2 separate regions of the Rattus norvegicus genome follow, and region 1 is linked to region 2. Evidence: chromatin contacts called from public Hi-C data. All regions are on one chromosome and are shown on one strand. Each heading gives the region's core, a stretch centred on a gene start, on an enhancer-like site or on the middle of the called end of the contact. The rest is flanking DNA. Distances are from core to core; before and after follow the strand shown. Region 1 holds the start of Utrn (utrophin). Region 2 overlaps Utrn (utrophin).

Evidence for each region. A called contact is a pair of places that touch in the nucleus more often than the background predicts.
Region 1: a Hi-C map of kidney shows a contact between it and region 2, with 2.2 times the contacts expected there. The contact joins the promoter of Utrn here to the enhancer-like site in region 2.

What each region holds. Positions count from the first base shown.
Region 1 is chr1:9,042,748-9,046,268 of GRCr8, forward strand. It overlaps Utrn (utrophin), which reads right to left and starts at 1,740. Exons shown (of 75, transcript NM_013070.2): 1 at 1,642-1,740.
Region 2 is chr1:8,923,253-8,926,621 of GRCr8, forward strand. All of the region lies in intron 3 of Utrn (utrophin), which reads right to left. Among named protein-coding and RNA genes, the nearest start is that of Utrn, 120 kb to the right of the region's middle. Within about 2 kb of position 1,634, at least 9 of the 93 cell types and tissues checked have an H3K27ac peak or open chromatin away from gene starts, as enhancers often do. A contact at or near this core is called in kidney, where this site is marked.

The DNA of each region.
Region 1 (3,521 bases), core at 490-2,989, 120 kb after region 2:
CTTTATAGGCAAAAGTTCAAGAATCTGCAACATTCAAAAGGTGTCATCATAAAGGAATATTCAATCAAGCAGCTGTGAAGAAAAGCTAAGTCCTGCAAACACTAGTCACTCACAAGTGGTCAAAAGCTAGGAATGCTGGAGAGGGAAGCCGAGGAACAAGTTTGCCATTCTGCTTGTAAAGGAGACCGCTGAGTGCCAAGAACTGCCATTCATTCACACTAGAAGCGCTCCAGGAAAGGTTAATGCCACTGTGATTAATGCTGTTTACGGGCGCAATAAATTTTTGGTTAAAGAGCTATCTCGAAGGTCTCATAAATGCTGGTGGGGGGCGGGGCGCTTCAGCGGGAATGGCCTATGCCCCTCACTGCCTTGTCTTCGGGACTGAACGACCCACGAGCTTCAAATTCCTCCAGTTCTTACAGGCAGGCACCAGTGTAATCTGCAGGCTGCGTCCCCAGCGCCCAGCAGCAGCCAGCCCCCGCGGGTCCAGCCTGACTTCAGAGGCCCAGGGCAAGTTCCAACGGAATAGATGAGGCTGCTACCGCGCCACCCTGGAGATCCTATCTCTTCCGGAATTCGTGCGCTCTGGCCGCGGCAAACCCTCCCACTCAAATGCATGGAGAGCCTACCTCTCCAGATACTGGTGACCCAGGTATCTGAAGGCAAGACGAATAAAGGATGCTACCTCAGTGACTCCAAAGAGTGGAGCCCGGAATTACACCCAGGATCTCCAATTTGGGGGTTTAAAAAAGGCGGGTCCCTGACTCTGAAGAGTAACACACGTTTTCTCCTCCCCTTGAAATAACCCTGGAACGCCGCACGGTCGGAATCTAGGGACTTGAAAAGTCTCTTTGAACAAAGTGCCTTCTAAAAGTTGCACAGCTTACAATTAGCTCTTTGTTGGCTTTTAAAGTGGCCTTGGGCAAGCAAAGCCTCAGACCCAGGCCAAAGAGGGGCAAGAATTACCTTGTCAGTTGCAGTGAGGGATGCCAAGAGTCCGGAAAAGCAGGCAGCCGCGCGGGACTGCGCACCAATGAGATATCCCTAACCCCTCAGTCTCTCCAGAGCTGCAGGCAGGGAGCTGGCCACCTCGCCACACTGGGGCCCCACCCTGAGGAACGGCAACTACCGAGAGGTCGAGCACGCCCCCAGCCTGGAGGCCGGCTAGAAAGCGCTCCCCAACCCTCCCACTATACAGCCGCCCTCCCCACCCTCTCCTCCGGGACACCGCCCGGGCCCCGCCTTCCCGGGAACCGGAGGTGTGTGACAAGCTCTCCAAAGAGGCCACGTCCCCTCTTGAAGATCGCTAGTCCTGCTGCCCTGCTTGGGGCGATAAACAGACAGGCGACAGCACCCTCTCCTCTCAAGGGAGGGACAAGACAACAGCGCTAAACTAGACCTAGGAATTTGAGACCTTGGCGACCAGTACAGATTCCCACCTTCTCATCCCAGCTCTCTCCCGCCCAGTCAGAAGACGCAGAGCTTCCAGGGAAAGTGCAGAAGTTGGCAACAGCTACTTCGGGACCCAGGCGGTGGAACTGCAGAAAGGACCCACCTCCTTTCCTTTCAGCCCCCGCCCCGTTCCCTCCGGGACTGCGGTCACATTACCCAGCCCGAAGCTTCAATAATGCATGGGCTTACCTGCTAACCAAGTCCCAGAGGCCCCAGGGTTCCTCTGGGCGTGTTCGGGTAGTGGGGAGCTTGCGTTGGACCTTAGGAGAATTTTGGTTTTCCTTTTTTTTTTTTTTTTAATGAAACGTGGAAAGCCCGACAAAATCCAAAGGGGGTGGGGGGATCCAAAATTGACACCCGATTGGAAACGCCCCCTGACTTGTGCAATCTTCCTGCCCGGTAGTTCCGCCAAAAACAAAACAGTCCAAACGCTAGCCCGGGGGGCAGGCGCACGCTGGAGTTTTCCCTCTACAGGAATGACCCCAAAGAAAAGGGACGCCTCTCCCGGAGGTCGCCGGATCCGCTGAGGGAGCCCAAGGTTCCTCCTCGGCCCTGGGCGGGAGAAATCCCGCGCCCGGCGCTGCCCGCTCCCCTCCTCCGGGGAAGGACGACTCCACAACTTTGTGCGCGAGAGCTGCTCGCTGCTCCGGCTCCTCCTCCTGGTCCTCCCCCGGCCGCCGCCTGCCCCTTTGTTGGAGAGCGAGGGTGGGGCGCTGCTGGGTCGGCCCGCCACCCGGGAAGGAGCTCGCTTCTCTCAGCACGGACCGCCCAGCCTCGGAGCCGTGGATCCCACGGGTCGGATCAGACGCCTAGCCGCTCGCGCGCCCCGGGCTCGGGGCCCCGGCCCAGCAACTTTGTTCTCCGGGAGAGACCTGTCCCCCTAGGCTCCGGGTTCGGCCCTGCCCGGGCCTGGGAAGCCACTGGGAGCCGGGCTCCCGGAACGTGGCGCCTCGGGTCACCTGACCGCGCGCCCGGTCAATCAGCACTAGCCCTAAGCGCCCTCCCAGCCGCAGCCGCCCGCTCCGTGCGGTGCGCGGTGCGGGAATCCCGGAACCAGTCGTGCATGCTGGAAGGCAGAAGCTGGAGTAGGCACCATGCGCACGCACCGTGCCTTTTATTCAAATTGTCCGAAAATGGGTGTCACGCCCCCCTAGGCACACTAGGTGTCTGTTAACCGAGTGCTTTTTTTTTTTTTTCTTTTAGTTTTTATTTTAAATAAATCTCGACCTGCTGGCCAACTCATCCCATTTCTGTTTACTGAGGTTGTTGAGTTTGCGGTTCTAAATCCAAGGGTATATTTATTTTATACAATTTTCTTAGCATCTTTTTTAAATGCTGTTTAAACAACCCCAAGTGTCCTTATATGTGCATATACACAAATAACGTCGGTGCTAACCTTTAAATTTCTCTCTCTCTCTCTCTCTCTCTCTCTCTCTCTCTCTCTCTCTGTGCATGAGTGTGTGGGTGTGAGTGTGTGGGTGTGAGTGAGTGTGAGTGCATGTGAGTGCGTGGGTGTGAGTGTGTGTTAGTGTGTATATGAGTGTGTGAGTATGTGTGTGCATGAGTGTGTGGGTGTGAGTGTGAGTGCATGGGTATGAGTGTATGAATGTATGTGTGTCTGAGAGAGTGTGAATATATGTGTGAGAGTGTGTGAATGTGTGTGTGAGAGTGTGTGAATGTGTGTGAGAGTGTGTGAGTGTGTGTGCATGAGTGTGTGGGTGTGAGTGCATGGGTGTGAGTGTGTGAGTGTGTATATGAGTGAGTGTGTATATGAGTGTGTGTGTTAGAGTGTGTGTGAGAGTGTGTGTGAATGTGTTTGTATGAGTGTGTGTGTATGAGTGTGTGTATGAGTGTGTGTGTGAGAGAGTGAATGTGTGTGAGAGAGAGTGAATGTGTGTGAGAGTGAATGTTTGTGTGAGTGTGAATGTGTGTGTATGAGTGTATGTATGAATGTGTATGTGAGTGTGTATATGAGTGAGTGTGTATACGAGTGTGTGTGTATGAGTGTATGTGTGAGAGTGTGTGAATGCGTTTGTATGAGTGTGTGTGTATGAGTGTGTGAGTGTGTG
Region 2 (3,369 bases), core at 384-2,883:
TTGTCCTGGACTGACTAAATTGCTCCCACCCCTTTCCACTAGTCTGTCTGTGGACAAACTCAATACCAGGCCTGGGTCCACCATTTTGACAAGAGAACTGCAACATCAATGCTATTTCCTAGACATGAGTGCAACTTCATTGAAAAGCATCTGGGCAAAGATGCTAACAACTGTTGCCAAGCAAGCGGAGAGGTAGAGGCAGCTGTCGGGAGCAGATGTCATGCCTGTGGTGACAAGATAAGGAGAAGCATGTCTGATGGGCACCTATCATACATGGAGAGTGAGCATGTGCCCCAGGCTCCGTGCCAGCACAGCATGACCATGTAGGAACCAAGACTCACTGTCTGGCAGGGCTTCCTGCTTGAGACAAGTTGAAAATCTGAATTGGCCTGTGCAGCGCTGGTAATTTTCTAAAACGTTACACCAGGGAAATGAGTCTTGTCTGTCTATAGCTATGCTGCATCATAAATGAATGACAGGTAATAACCAAGTAGGGCAGGGCCACATTCAAATGAAATACAGGGTTAGTCAACAGTGAGTCTCTTAAGGAATTGTGAACTCTGTGACAAGAATGCAAGTGCACATATTAAATGAACGTGTCATTTTGAAAAATGTCATATGGGGCCAGTTAATAGTTTAATGTCATGTTCAGCCAAGACTGAAAACCCTAATTCTGTCCCCAGGATCCATATGGTCAAAGGGAAGAAGTGATACCACACATTGTCCTTCTGATTTCCATGTATACCATGTCATGTGAGCACACACACACACACACACACACACACACACACACAAATACACACACAAAATGAAACAAAACCTAATTTTTTTTTCATTAAAAAAATCAGAATTTAGGCAAGAAGAAGCAAGAAGCAAGAACACAAGCAAGAAAGGAAGGAAGGAAGGAAGGAAGCTAGCTAGCTTACAAAAGAACTACCAGAGTATCCTAAACATGGTGGTCAAGAATGTGGACAACATTTTATTGTTTATTTCTCATTGGTATTGGGGAATTAATAAGTATTGAAATATCTTTTTAAGAAGACTACACACAGTTCTAAAATTAGCTGTGGTGACATGAAATGAGCATCAGAGCCGAAGGGTAATGCATGGTTCAGCTCAAGGAAGCCTGCAGTGGCTCAGACAATATTCCCGGGGAGATGAACCATCCTGGGGGATGCTGCTCCCAGTTGCTTCGACCACACCTTCTGCAGCAACTTTGTTTCCAGATCCTATTTTTATGACTGTTAACTCCCAATTTCAAGGAGCAGAAAACAGCAGGGCACGCACATCCACGCCCCATGTTGTGTATAGGGGAACTGCACGTGAGCAGCAACTCACACCAGAATCCAGAACCAACGCTTCACTGGCCTGCCTCCTGTCCAGTGGATTTAAACTTCAAGTCTGCAATGGAAACCTATGGGAATTTGCCCTTTAATAGGAGGAAAGCAGAACTGTGCGTAACGTTCTGCATTTTCAAGTTTGCAGATTCTTCCTCTGACCGCACCGATGAAAGAGCTTCTGTAATTTGTAGGCTCACGGCTCTGCCAGATGAGCAGCTCTGAAAGCGAGCCAAAGAAAATGCAGGCTCAAAGTCAGGACACATTTCCCAACAGCTTTGCTGTCTCCCTAGAGGGAAGCCACATGCAAATCAGACTCTGAAAGCTAGAGAGTCCAAAGGACCGTGTTTTACACACCATGCAACAGTCTTAAGCAGGCTTATTTCTGTTTGGAAATGTGTAACAGAGAGCAGCGGATTCACAAATTAGTGGTTTTTCGTTAACATTACTACGCAGCTATCTTTCTGGGCAATACAAGGTAACTGACCGGGGGTGTTAAATGGATAAAAGGATAAAACACAGTTCCTTTTAGAACTGTTTCCAGGTTTGCCTGAGGTCATAAATAAATGAACAGTACACCCAGGAGCAAGAGTTTCTTCTTAACCCTTTAAGCAACCACTGTCTCCTTTCCTCTATACCTCTTCGAAATACCAGACCAGGACCCACTGCAGTATGGGTTGCCTTTCAGGACTCTGGGGCTCTGAAACTTTGTGGACTCAGGGGCCAATTAACAAGCACTTGTATCTTACAAAGATAAGAGGAAGACAACTGCTTGTGAAGATAGGCAGCATGAAGCATACAGAGTATAGACCTATAAGTGTCCTCTGCTGAGTGAATTGCTTTTAGCTTCTGTATAACCATGTGTGGTTACTAGTAAAAGACAGCTTTAGATCCGTATCATTTAATATGATCAAGCTCTTCACCCTTTATCAAGGAAACAATTCAACAACTGTGAAGGTTTAAGTCGATTTCGTTCCCTGTGAGTTAAGCAGCTGAAGGTTATGATGAAGAATTCTAGTAAGGGATGGAGAGATGGTTCAGGACTGGATGATGCTCCTCCAGAGGTCCTGAATTCAATTCCCAGTGCCCACATGGTGCCTGGGGCCTCTGGAAGAGCAGCAGGGGCTCTTGACTGCTAAGCCATGTCTCCAGTTAGTAAATACAGTAAAAATCTCAACCTAGTGTTCCTATTCTCATGAGACAACACGAGGGATTTTGCACTCATAACATTATATTATATTTATATCTATTATTTTATATAATGTATTATAATAAAATATATTATAATAATATATTATTATATCTCTTTCCAGTACAACTGTCTCTAGCTGTTTTCTGAGCATATGATTTTAGACATATTAAATATATGTCTGTGTTACTGTCACGTCTTTTTAAAGATTTATTTATTTGTTTTATGTGAGTACACTGTTGATGTGCTCAGACACACCAGAAGAGGTCATCGGATCCCATTACAGATGGTTGTGAGCCACCATGTGGTTGCTGGGAATTGAACTGAGGACCTCTGGAAGAGCAGTCAGTGCTCTTAACTACTGAGCCATCTCTCCACCCCCCACTCATTTCTTTAGTAAACCGAAAACATTCATTAGTTACTTTTTATTTTTTAGTTACTTTTTTTGTGAAAAAAATTGTGAAAAAGTTGAAAAAATACTTTGCCAGGCTGGGCATAGTGGTGTACACCTTTAATCCCAGCATTCAGGTGGCAGAGGCAGGTGGATCTTAATAAGCCTGAGGCCAGCCTGGTCTACAGAGTGAGTTCTAAAACAGGCAGAGCTACACAGAGAAACCCTGTCTCAAAAAGGTGTAGGGAAGGGAAGGACAGAGGGAAAGAGGAAGTGAAGAAAGAAAGAGAAAGGAAGGAAGGGAGGGAGGGAGAAAGAGAGAGAGAGAGAGAGAGAGAGAGAGAGAGAGAGAGAGAGAGAGAGAAGAAATTTGAAATGATGTAAGGAAAGAAGTGTGGAAGGAAAAGACTGCCCCGTGGAGCTTGGGACTCTGTGCTTTAATCAAAGTTTTA